Regions from separate parts of the Hordeum vulgare genome. Here region 2 is linked to region 1. The links are chromatin contacts, called in public Hi-C maps. All regions are on one chromosome and are shown on one strand. Each heading gives the region's core, a stretch centred on a gene start, on an enhancer-like site or on the middle of the called end of the contact. The rest is flanking DNA. Distances are from core to core; before and after follow the strand shown. Region 1 holds the start of LOC123424729 (peroxidase 2-like). Region 2 has its middle 49 kb from the start of LOC123424731.

Evidence for each region. A called contact is a pair of places that touch in the nucleus more often than the background predicts.
Region 2: a Hi-C map of seedling shows a contact between it and region 1, with 1.9 times the contacts expected there. The contact joins the enhancer-like site here to the promoter of LOC123424729 in region 1. A contact is called at or near these places in 2 of 6 Hi-C or Micro-C datasets (leaf and seedling).

What each region holds. Positions count from the first base shown.
Region 1 is chr2H:41,508,026-41,514,802 of MorexV3_pseudomolecules_assembly, reverse strand. It overlaps LOC123424729 (peroxidase 2-like), which reads left to right and starts at 2,382. Exons shown (of 4, transcript XM_045108403.1): 1 at 2,382-2,650; 2 at 2,782-2,973; 3 at 3,076-3,241; 4 at 3,344-3,937. The coding sequence starts at 2,447. The coding sequence ends at 3,732.
Region 2 is chr2H:41,663,493-41,670,218 of MorexV3_pseudomolecules_assembly, reverse strand. No RefSeq gene overlaps it. Among protein-coding and RNA genes, the nearest start is that of LOC123424731, 49 kb to the right of the region's middle. Within about 2 kb of position 5,193, at least 3 of the 3 cell types and tissues checked have open chromatin away from gene starts, as enhancers often do. A contact at or near this core is called in leaf and seedling, where this site is marked.

The DNA of each region.
Region 1 (6,777 bases), core at 1,133-3,632:
ACTCGGAGCAGAGGTGAGCTAAGAACTCATGGACACGCTGAAACTCCAAGTCAGACCGCATAGTCTGGCAATAACGTCAAGCTCCACAAAGAGCTGTCTGAAGAGTATCAAGCTAGCGCGAGATGGCTGAACTCTGTGTGTAGAACTCATCAACAGAAGAGTCACCTTGCTGAAGAGCATGCTCCTGACGCACCACAGATAGGTAGAGAGCATCACCAAAGGTCTGATAGTGCTCATACAAATAAAACCACATTGCTGCAATGGTGCCGAGACCCATGAACTCCGAGTCAAACTGAGGGAGGACACTCACAGTGAGAACAACAACACGAGCATCATCGTTGCACCACTAAGTGTAAGCAGACAAATCATCCCAGTAAACAGAAAGAGCATCTGAATAAGCATCGACCGCAGCATCATCAAGAGCCTTGGCTGCATCCCGATTAGCCTAAGAAGCATTAGCAGCCATAATAGGTAGCACCGGCGGGATAGGAGCCACACGAGCAACATGGCATGATGGACACAAGAGCTCACTAGAGAGAACGCCCCACCGCAGAAGACCACGCATGTGGATACGCATGAGGCCCAGAAACTAAGCATTGTTGTGTCATCGAAGATCATCGAGCACCGAGAAACAACAACATACCTCGAAGAAGACATGACGAGCTCTCTGATTTCTTTCTTTCTTTTTCTTTTTTCTTTTTTTGGAATCCAAATCTGGATCGGGCTTGATCGAGCTGGCTGCTGGATAAGCGGCGGCCGCAGCTACATCCAGTCGAGGCAGGTAGCAGCAGCGGCTGCAAGAGCAGCACCCCGATAGGGAGGTGCCGGCGGCCTCCGGACGAGGAGGGCGCGGTGGCAGCCGCGGAGACCAGCAGCCGCACGAGGACGCGTTAGGTAGCGCCTGCCGGAGGCAGCGGCAGCGGCAGTGCAGTCGTGCAAGGCCGGGTGAGGCGTAGCCAGCGGCGGCGGATCCGTGCGGGGCCGGGGATGGCCAGGTGTGAGGCGACCGGCCGCGATGAAGGCAGTGGGGGCGGCGGCAACCACGGGCGCGACCAGGCAAAGAGGCGACCGGCGACGAGACACAGGGCAGCCCGACAAGGAGAGAACGGCCGTAGCAGCCGGTCGAGGGGGAGCGGAGCGGCCGGAGGAGCTAGAGGCAGCTAGCAGTGGCGGCGGCGGTGGAGGGAGAGAGCACGAAGCTGCAGCGGGCGAGAAAAAAACCTAAGCATCTAATACCATGTTAGGAATGAACAACTGACATTCATAAAAGGACCAAGGTCTAGTACATATACATGTGATAAAAGACAAGCAACCCCTTATAAAGATCCAATACCTAACGATACCGACCTAGGCACGAAACCAGTAGCCTTGCCCAGACTACGGACTACTATTTTGTCCGCTAGCTACTCATATTAGGCGAACCCGCAGTAGGGCAGTAGTGGACCAGCGCTGTACTAATAGCAGTACTGCATTTTTGACCAAGAGACAAATTTTAGAGTTGGACGAGCGCATATCCACGAGTGCGCCCAACGCACGCCCATAAGAATGTGATACCCTATCGTATGGGCATTTAGCATGACACTCCAGTGGTCTACTGAATAGTTCAGGACCATACTGTGCGTCTTCACTGCCGGCAAGTAAGAAACCGTCTCACGGTCAGCTGGTGGTCACCTGCTAAATTTACTGCCTGAAGTGGACGCGCCGGCCATTGCGCCGGCATCTACTTCGGCCTGCATCGCAGGTGCATGCGTCCATGGAATTCGGTCCATGGCGCAGCGAAAGAACACTAATTTTCTGGACCATATATGTTCTATACCATACTTACGTCCGAATTGATAGGAGAAGGGGGCGCTCGTGTTATCGTCTTGCCCAACTAGCTCTACTGAATGGTTGCTGATTAGGAAAATGAGGAAGAGTTGACACCTGAACCACGTTTAGAGACAAACCACATGTGGGGTAAGCATCCAGCAGAGATAGGATATGTCACTGGTGTGTGCATATTTTCGCCTAAGAAATACTAGGATAAGGCCTGATCGAACTGACCATATGCAATCATGCATGCATAAACTGAGCGGATGTGCAGCAAGGTTTCTTGCGCCAATAATGCAGTTGCTGTTCGTGTTGGCCGAATAAAATTTGTTTATGTCGAATACGCTGTACCAAACTGGTAATCAAATCGAAGAGAGAACGTTCCATGCTAAGCGTTCGAACAGCATTCGTTCATGGGGTATCCTTTCTCCAGGACAATGATTGCCAACATGTCTGCTAGTACCGTCTCTGTGGACAAGTTAGGCACAACATTTGGAGGTTTTAGCCACGGGCACCCGTGGCTCCGTAACCTCTGCGGGCTATATATATGTCCAACGCTAGCATTGTTCTCTTGCAAGCCATACCCAACTAGAGAAAAGTGAGGCAGAAGCACCACTAGTCGTTAGAGTAGCGATCGATGGCCTCTGCCTCTTGTCTTAGCTTAGTGGTGCTCGTGGCAATGGCCTCGGCGGCGTCGGCGCAGCTGTCGTCGACGTTCTACGACACGTCGTGTCCCAACGCGCTGGCCACCATCAAGGCCGGCGTGGCGGCCGCCGTGCAAAACGAAGCCCGCATGGGGGCGTCGCTGGTCCGGCTGCACTTCCACGACTGCTTTGTCGATGCAAGTCTCACGTAACCTCGCCATTCTTCCGTTCGGGGAATAATCCTAGTTAGTTTAGTTAACTGTAAAATAGTCAGTTATCCATGGACAACAAATGATTTGGATTCTTGAACTGTACTTATTTTTTCCAGGGATGTGACGGGTCCGTTCTGTTGGCGGACACGGGGAGCTTCGTCGGCGAGCAGGGGGCTGCCCCGAACAAGAATTCCATTCGAGGCATGAACGTCATCGACAGCATCAAGACCCAGGTGGAGGCCGTGTGCAAGCAGACCGTCTCCTGCGCCGACATCCTCGCCGTCGCCGCCCGTGACTCCGTCGTCGCGGTAAGCTCGGCAATTAGCCGTCATGCATGCATCGATGCTGAATTGCTGGCATACCATTTTCTTTAACTGTGGTTTGGAACTACTTCTGTGCATACCAAGCAGCTGGGTGGGCCGACATGGACTGTTCTCCTGGGGAGGAGGGACTCCACCACTGCAAGCAAGACCAACGCGGAAAATGACCTGCCACCCCCTACCTTCGACCTCCAAAACCTCACCACCTTGTTCGGCAACAAGCAGCTCAGCATGACAGACATGGTTGCGCTCTCAGGTGCGTACACACTGCTAATATGCTTTCTCTCAGCTCAAACTGTATGCCACGAAGGCTGGGAAGAAATATTCTGACACGGCTGTGCTCTCGATCTAACTGCAGGCGCGCACACGATCGGGCAATCGCAGTGCCGGTTTTTCAGGAACAGGATCTACAACGAGACCAACATCAACACGGCCTTCGCGACGGCGCTCAAGGCCAACTGCCCCCAGTCCGGCGGCGACAACAGCCTGGCGCCGCTGGACACGGCGACGCCCAACGCGTTCGACAATGGCTACTACACCAACCTCATGTCGCAGAAGGGGCTGCTGCACTCGGACCAGGTGCTCTTCAACAGCGGCGGCGCCGACAACACGGTCAGGAGCTTCGCGTCCAGCGCGGCGACGTTCAACAGCGCCTTCACGACAGCCATGGTGAACATGGGGAACATCGCGCCCAAGACGGGGACGCAGGGACAGATCAGGCTCGTCTGCTCCAAGGTCAACTCGTAATCTGCTCGCCGACACTCTGCTGCTACGCATGGATGGACTAAATAAGGTCTCGGAGACCAGTACTGGCACCTACCGAGTATGTGGCGTGTGTATGTACGGTGGGGGTGAAAATTGTACGGGTGCGTCCGTCCGTGCGCCCACATCTTTAACGAATTCTCGTGCAAAGGCATGGAGGATTGCTTCAACTACATTTGAGTATGACATACTTCGAGATGCTAATGGCTGTCACTTTAACGGGTCAATAGCTCCTATTGTATCTTTAAGCTGAATTAGAAGGACTACGGCATAGTTGACGAAAATAGCCACCGTGCTACATTTTAGAAGCCCAAAGAGCCGACGACTATCCGAAGGTCTAAAATGGTCGTCAATGAAAATAAGGTTATGTTTAAGACAGGTGGGTCCCACTTGACAGTGCATCTAGTTATGGACCTACTTGACAGTGCATCAGGTGAAACGTGTTCCGGTGCCTAACAGAACCCATGTTGCTCCGTCCTCTTCATTCTCGACGGGTAAAGTTCCTTTGTACCTGGTCCAGCACGGAGCCTCTTATCTTCACCCTTGAATATTTGCTTTGAGATCTTTGCTCTTCATTTAACTTACTACAAAAAAAATCTCTTTTTTGTTTCTCTCAAACGAAATAACATATGGACTTCAAACTTTACAGATCAAACAAACTTTCTAACAAGAATGTGTGAAAAAGCTTTCAGATTTTTTGTTGGGACATAAATAAACAAAAAGAGGATTTTTTTTGATTAAAAAATTACGTTAAGCATTCAAAATACATGATAAAATCTAAGAGGTTTTTCTCACATTCTTGTTAGAAAGTTTTGTTGTACTGCAAAATTTGAAGTTTATATGTTGTTTCGTTGGAGGAAAATAAAAAAGACAAATGTGCATGCACGGATCTTGATGTTGAAATGAATGGCTTAGATAAGGGATACCGTGAAGGTCGAGCTACAGAAAACCACAGTCCGATCGATGGCGTAGCTTTTATTCATGCTCACGGCAGCGGCTCGTTCTCGGCGACCGCGACGGCTGTGGTGAGTGAATCTGAAAGCCTTGTGATGTTCCCCTCCGGGTCGAGTTAGATCTCACAACATCACCTCTATTTCCGATCGATTTGATCCAGATTGTGTGTGTGTGAGGGGGGGGGGGGCGAAGGGGGAGGGGAAGGCTGAACGCGATGGAGCTGCCAAAGACAACGTCGACTAGGTAATTTCTTAATGTGCATCCTTTCCAACCTATGCGATTTGTGATGTATCTACTTCCACTAGCTCACACTGCCCACATTAACAAACAGTGGAGATACTGCTCGGACCTTCGAATTCACTATTGAATTCTTTCCATCTAAGTCAAAGCTAGGTGATGGTAGCATGAGGGACATAGAGAGAGATATAATTATGAAATGTGAGGTTGAATTCGGAGAGATTCATCCACAAGAACTACAGAGCATGTTAGAGAAGGTCATGAAGAATGTGGTGGAAAAAATTGGGAAGATCATTTTTGGGGTTGAGAGCAAGTGGTAGCATTGTGACGGTTTGATAATTGGGAAGGCGAGTATGTGAGAATTGAGGATGGCGAAGAGATGGTTGATGAAATTGACCGACAAGATGGCTAGACAAGCAAACCGACAACCTTTCATGCAGTGAACGTTGATCTCAAATAAGATTCTAAGGTTGGATATGTGACCTTAGAGTTGGTTTTACAGATGGTAGACGATGATTGGACCTGAGAGAGGCATATACTGCCCATGTGTACGGGTGAAGTGACAATATTAGCTGAGAGGGGTGATGGAGATGCACAAGAGGACTGTGATGGTGTTGCAAGGGTTGTTTCTACTAATTGAAATTTAGTACAATTAAATGACTCTACTGATTTGGTCATTGCGCCAATGGATGTCATTAAGATGGCCAAAAAAATTGGCATTCCAGTGGATGATCAAGATAAGGAGGAGAATGGTAATTCTAGTATGCCTACTGATGCTAACAGAGATTTATCTGAAGATGTGGATGGACAACTGATGGAATATTCTACAAATGATGTAAATGATGCACATGATGACGAGTTGGTAAATGTCTATGATAAGGAAACCCATGTTATTGCAGTAGGCATGTTTTTCCAAAACATGGATGAGTTTTGTATGTGTTCCAAGACTTATGCAGTCAACCTTGAATTTTATGCCAAGACTAAGTGGACTGACACAAAGAAGTTTTATGCAAGATGCAAAGGTTTTGATGGAAGTGTCAAGCCTTGCAAGTGGTACATATTTGCAAGACGCCAACCTGATGCAAGTACCATCAAGGTCAATCAAATCCCACATCAACATACTTGTATTACAAGTTCACAAAGAGTATCAACCATGACATCACAACTTTGGATTAGAGAAAAGATCACTCCAATTTTAGTCAATAAACCAAACACTACTTCAAAGAAACTTAAAGTAGACTTGGAAAAGCAGTACACCATTAAGGTGAAGTATAACACAATGTGGTAGGCAAAACAAATGGCAATGAAACAATTGTATGGTGATTGGACAAATACTTTAAGGATGCTTTGTAACTTCAAAGCAAAGGTGGAGAAGAGGTCACCTGGAAGTGTTGTGGAGATAGATACTAAGGTAACAGAGGACGGAAAGTCCTTTTCTATAAGTTTTTTTATGGCTTTACAACCTTGCATCGATGGCTTCAAGGCAGGGTGCCGTCTATATTTGAGCATAGACTCATCGTTTTTGACTCGCAAGTGGAATGATCAATTGGCAGCTTTCAATGCTTTAGATGGTCAAAACTAGATGTTCCATGTTGCTATTGGCTTGTTTCAGTCAGAGTAAGAGGTCTCATGGACATGGTTCATGCTGCAGTTGAAAAGATGCATAGGGCCAATATCACCTTTGCAAGTCCACATAGATGCATGTAAAGGGCTAGAAGATGCAGTCAAGAATGGTTTCCTCCATTGTGACTAGAGGAGTGCTTCGGCCATATGTGTATGAATTTGATGAAAAAATAGAGGGGAAGAATTTGGTCGCATGTGGCCAACAACAATATCTTA
Region 2 (6,726 bases), core at 3,944-6,443, 150 kb before region 1:
TCCAAAAAAGTTATGATGAAGATTATATATTCCCTTGTCCAGAACAAATGCATGAAGCTAGACCTCCAGAAGTTGAAATGGTGTGTCCAATAGTGCAACATGCTCACATATTTATCAATGTATAAGGTCATATCATAGGGTTTGAAGTGGTGAAATGCAGAAATCATAAAAAGAGAAAGAATACCTTTCAATGCTACAAGAGCAGGAAAGAAGTTACCGAAGTAGGAGTTGGACAAAGAAATAGGAGGGAATATCATATTGGAGAAAAATAATTGCCAAATGAATGTTGGGATGAAACTTAATGAAGGGCAGTGGAGAATATATATTGTTGACTTGGAGCATAACCATGAGTTAGTGGCAACTCCTTCTATGACAAAGTTCTTTGTTAGCCACAAATACATGATAGAAGAAGAGGTTGCACTAGCTAAGTTGCTAGAAGAAACTCTGAGGGAGTTCTAGGAATATAACATTCAACAAGAGAGTTCTATCAAACATGAAGCAAGAAGAAAGGTGACGTAAGAAAAATACTGACATAGAATGCACCCTAAAGTTTGATGAGCAGCTGCAGACTAAGAATGCTCGAGTGTGCTACAAATTGGAAAGTGATGCAACTAACACAATGTTGAGCATTTGTTGGAGAGTTTCAAAATCAAAATTGGATTACAAAATGTATGGACAAGTAATCTCGTTCGATACAACATATAGTGCAAATAGGTAAAATATACATTTGCACCCATCAATGAAATAAATGGTCATGCGAGGACTATTGTGTTTGGATAGGCATCACTGAAAGATCAAAGTGCATAGAATTTTCATTGGTTCTTCAAAGAAAATAAACATTGGATATTAAAAAGTACATATGGGTTGTTCGAGCACCTTCAGAGAATGTGGGATGTCAGACACAAGTTTGTACTGACATGTTTCAGGATGACTTTATCCCTTCACCCGTTCAACTGGGCGTAGTGAGATTTTTATTTCTAGTTTCAAGGGTATGTCATGTACAAGGACACGATACAGAATTTCCTAAAATAGTACTCATTGTAGAGATGTCCACTTCCACGAGAACATTGTGGAGATAGTAAATCAAGGCAGGTTTGAGACACTGGGCAAATGACATGTGTTTCGGTCAGCAAAACCAATAGAACGAGATGCAATTGCTATATATGCAAGGGGCTTATACCTTAAATTCTAGATTGAGCTACAGAACTAAACATCATTTTCAGTTCATGAGATTGAAAAGGGATTGTGTATGAGCTTCATAAATGTTTCAACTATCCAAAACCTGAGTTCTTTAGGAAGGAGTTTCTAGTCTGGGTCGACAGAGTAGGGAACAAGTTTAAAAGCTTCTGCATTTTTTTTGAAAGAGATGATCTTTTGTGCTGTCGCATTCTGAGATTATTCACTAAGTTTGGTATACGAGCCATCCCACATGAGTTCATCGTTGATAGATGGTTAGTCAAATACACACAAAAGGAGTTGGCTGCTCATGACACCTCAAAGAGAAATGAATCCAAAATGCCAGAAGGAAAAGATAGTGCAAAATATGCTTTGCACTACATTTTGATGATGTCAAAAACAATAGAAGCTTTTTCGGATATAGGCAATGATGCAAATGAAAGTAGATGTGTCATGGATACAGTTGATTTGTTGCATGAAAATATGTCAAGGAGCAAGAAGAAGCGTAAATTTGATGAGCCGACATCACGAGTTACCTACCAAGATCCAACAACAAAGAAGTCAAAATCAATAAGAAAAGGCAACAGATTGAAGTCTTCTTCAGAAGAAAGAACATGGAGCAGGAAGAAAGTAGTGAAAAGACCCACTAAGAGATCACATACTAGATCACTGAATGCTTATGCAAAAAAAACTAAGATACATAAAGTAAATTTTGTAGCAATAAAAAAGGTAAACACTATTTATATGTTTGAACTTACTTGATAAGCACACATTTTATAGGTGATGTCCATTCTTTTTCATTTTGCAGCCCCTCACATCAGCCCTCACTACAGGTCATCTCCAAACAACAACTGTAGTTACACCGCCTCTGAATTCAGCAGATACAGCGAAATTTCCTGCAACGAAGAGTGGAAAAACTGTGGCAAAGAAGACTACATCGCGTGGGGCAAAGAAGAGTAAAGTACCTATGCCAAAAAAGAATAGCAACAAATGTTCAAAAGAATCTCACAAAGAACATCATGCACTCGTACATTCGAAATAGCGGTTTCATAAATTTAGTGGTTGCAATGTGCCTACATATATGTAAATATTTTCATATTGCACTAATCTACTTATTGCCCTCACATGAGAAATTTCTTTAAGTGTAGACGTGTTCCGGATAGTGCATTGTATGCTTTGGCAGCACGCACTAAGATACTCATTGTTCTTAAGACTAGAGTTTCCTTATGTATGCCAGGTATCATAATCCCTTTTTAACGAAAAAAAACTAAGCTGACAATCTTTGAATTATTTTTTTCAAAAAATGTATGGATAAGAACAATGTTTAGAAAGATGTTGATAGCTTTTTCCTAAAAATGTTCATATAACTAAACAAAGATGTTGATTTTTATTAAAAAAATCAAACATAAAAAATAATATAAAATTGTAGTTTAGAAATAGGTAAAAACCAAAGTTGTTATAACTAACTAAAAGTGTTGATTTAACTAGTATTTTCGAAATAATGAAATTATATGTTGTAAAATGTTGAGAACACGAATTTCAAAAATGTTGATATAAATTTTAATTTTTTAATTAGGTTTAGTAAAACTCAAAATGAATTTTAAGAAAGTATTTCGAAGATACTGATATACTTAGATAAAAATGTTGAACTGCTATTAATAAAATATTTATATAACCAAATAGAATTGTGAACTAGTATTTAGAGAATGTTGAACTAACCATATAAAATGGTGAACTATATTTAAAAAAGCTAATTAAATAAAATGTTGAAACCGAAATTTAGAAATGTTCTTATAATTTTAAAAGATGTTGAAATAAGTTTTTCCAATACTTGAAACGGTGTTTTAGAAATATTCCCCAAAAACTGATTTGAGGAATGTATTTAAATATTATTGATATAATTAACTAAATGTGAAACAAGTATTTAAAATGGTCGATGCAGATAATTAAAAATGGTGAATTTCTTTTATAGAAAAGTTGAAACTATGTTTACAAAGTGTTGAACTATTTTCTTTAAAATATACCTTACAAAAAATGAATTAAAAAATATCGATATACATACAAAGAATGTTAATGTAAGTAAACAAAAATGTTGAACTAGAATTTTGGAAAAGATGAAATTATATGCTAGAAATGTGGACAAAATTAATTTTTAAAAAATTGATATAAATGTTTATTTTTTGAATTAGATTTTAAAAACAAAAAAAATGTTTTGAATATTTTATTCTGAAAGAACTGACATAACTTGATTAAATGTTGAACAAGTGTTTAGGAAATGTTCATATAACCATATAAAATGTCGATGTAATATTTTAAAATGTTGATATAAGTAAATTAAAACAGTGGAATATAATTTTAGAAGTTTTTTATAAGTAAACAAAAATTCTCAAGTGTTTTCAAGAAGTTGAAACTGTGTTCCAAAAATGTGCGAACTGTTCCATTAAAATGTGGATGCTGATAAAACAAATGATGAATTTGTGTTTTGGAATAGTTGAGACCGTATTTCCAAAATTTTCAAAATATACTTTACAACGGAACTTCAAAAATGAATTTACAAAATGTTGATATACATACAATAATGTTGAAATAACTAAAACAAAATGTTGAACTAGTATTTTGGAAATGATAAAATTATATGCTAGAAATGTTGAAAAAATGAATTTATATGTTGTGAAATGTTCCCCAAAAATGAATTTGTGGAATGTGTTCAAATAATATTGACAAAACTAAATAAAACACTGAACTATTATTTCAAAATGTAGATACATGTAATGAAAAATGACGAATTAGTTTTATAGAAAAGTTGAAACTGTGTATTCAAAATGATGAAAAATATGCCCTACAAAAAAACTTTGAAAATGAATTAAAAATATTGATATAGAGAAAAACAATGTTGATATAAGTAAACATAAACGTTGAAATAACATTTTGAAAATGATGCAAATATACGCTGTAAATGTTGAGAAAATGAATTTGAAAACTGTTGTATAAATGCTAAAAAATGATGAATTAGGTTTTCAAAAAACTCAAAAATGAATTTGAGGAATGTATAAAAAAAAACTGACATTACCATGCTCCACTACCTCGGTGGCGGTGGTCCCTCGGGATCGCGGCCCTTTGTGTTCGAGGAGGAAAGGGCCGCAAGGTAAGAGACACGGTATGAGGGTCACAACATAGCCTGTTGCTCCTTGTTCTCCAAGTCGGACATGGCGCCGACTTGTGTCCTCAACGACGATGACCTCGTCGATGTCTGGACTCTTGACCATTCCGTCACCCACCGGGAAGACGACCAACATCGTCGTCTTTTTGACGTCAAGCTTGCCGAGATCGATGAGGCATCGTTGCTTTGCGATTCCTCCGTCAAAGCCAGGATGGATAAGGCTGTCGCTAAGGCTCGGCGGGGTTGTTTGCATTGGCCGCAAAGGCCCTCCGCACCACGCAGGTGGAAGCGGAGCAACTTCTCCAGCGTGTCAAGCAACGGCCGGACAAGGTTGTCGTGGTGGACCGACGTCCTTCCGTGGCTGGAGGGACAACGATGACGACGGGGCAGCCGGACAGGGCGACCATGTGTACGATGTCGAAGTCCGCTACAAGATTTAGGTTTTTTCCCTTTCTAATTTTAAGTTAAACAATAGAAATATCGGACTGTAAATTATACTCGAACATGAATGAAATTTGTTTGATTAGTTGAAATCCAATAAACTGTGTGCAACTATTTTTGGATGTCCGGCATCCGTATCCGTGCCCGTGAACTGTTTTTCGGTCAACGTACACGTACAGATGCAATGTTCGGTTTAGGAGGTCGGCATTGGAGATGCCCTTGCGTCCGTCCTCTCATCCTCGGGCGAATTAGCACGTGCGGCACCCTTACCAGACAACTATGGGGCTCTCATTGACAACTAACACGCCAGTACAAGCTGGCCACTCAAAGCGACGACTGAAAGATGGATCAGAGGGGCCAACCGAGCCCAACGACCAGGAGTTTTGAATTCCACGGTTGCTTCCTCCCCCAGTCCCCCTGAAACCGACGTGTGCCCAACCCACGCATGCACGCTCATCGGTAGTGCCACACACACTACTCCGCGCTCCTTGGAGCCATGCGGCTGAGAAAGGATCACGGGACGTCGCTCGCCGCCTTCCGCGCTCCGTTGAAAAAGGGAGCGCCCCGACGACGCCATAGCTCTCGCACGCACGGAAAATTCAGTCAGAAGCTGCTGAATGGCATCGTATGAAGATACTGGTATTGTAAGAATCCAAATACGCATGTGACCAGGACACCAGGTACTGCAATCGAGTCAGGAAGCCGCTGAATGGCATCGCACGGAGCCGGGTGTCCAGGATTTAGTCGTAGAGAAACGTGCTTGTACCGGATCGATATATAGTGTTGCTACAATCCAAAATCGTACATGATTTGGACGGTCACCCGTCGACAGGGGGCTGTATAGAAAAGAACGAAACTACTATTTTCTTAAACTTGAACACAAAATCACCTCAATCTAAATATATTTCAGAACCTGACCCTTTTACATGATGTCCAACGCTAGGGCGACATGCTAGATAACATGATGCCCGGACTAAAACGTCATGCTATTTGGCATGACGCTCTTACCCGAGATGACTTGCTATCGGCACCGTGACGCCCTAACCCAAGGCATCATTGCTATAACGTCTTAGCTTTGGACATCATGCTAAAAAAGAATCAGTTTGTAAAATACTTACATTAAGATCTTAGAAAATAACCAATTTTGTCTATTTTCACGCATAGATATATTCTGAAATCTCAAGATTAAAAAGTTGGACACATATTATTTTAAAAAAAAGAAAGTTAAACCTCTGACCTCTGCAACAGTTGATGCATACAATCATCTTTATTAATTATTTAGTCAAGGTCTCATAAAAACATACGTCAAGCCATCCAAAGTCATCACTCACACCTATAAATTTAATAATGTAGAGTGATGTCACTCCCAATATCTAAACCTGTGTCATCACCGATTCATCCATATAACGTATCAAAACCTACAACCAGTGCAGCAAATCTGAAGCGTACACCACATACACACATTTTAGAAGTCGCAATCATCATCGAACCGCTGACCCATCTTCAAGAAACAGATCTGCATCATCCTTACTAGTCCGACCATCCATCAACGCCATCATGAAGCCCAACGACACCACCTTCCTGTGTGCAAACTGCTGAACACGTTGCAGTCGATGTCGGTACACTGCAGCACCATGCCGTCAAGTACGACCAGCCGACACAACTTGAAGTCTGCGAAAGATCTATCGCGCGTAGCATGTGCCGAACAGATATGACACGACTTAGCATTTGTCAGTCAGATATGGCTTGACACCTCCGCCGAAGCTTCATATAAGCTGAAGCAGCCCCACCTCCTGACACACTGATTTTCATTTTCGATGTTTAAATTACCGCAAACTCGGATATATGTACCTCAATATGCAGGAGAGATAGGAGGAGCACTACTGGGAGACCGAAGAGCTCGATTGTGTCTAATTAATTACCTGATTAGCCGATTGACAGATATTCCT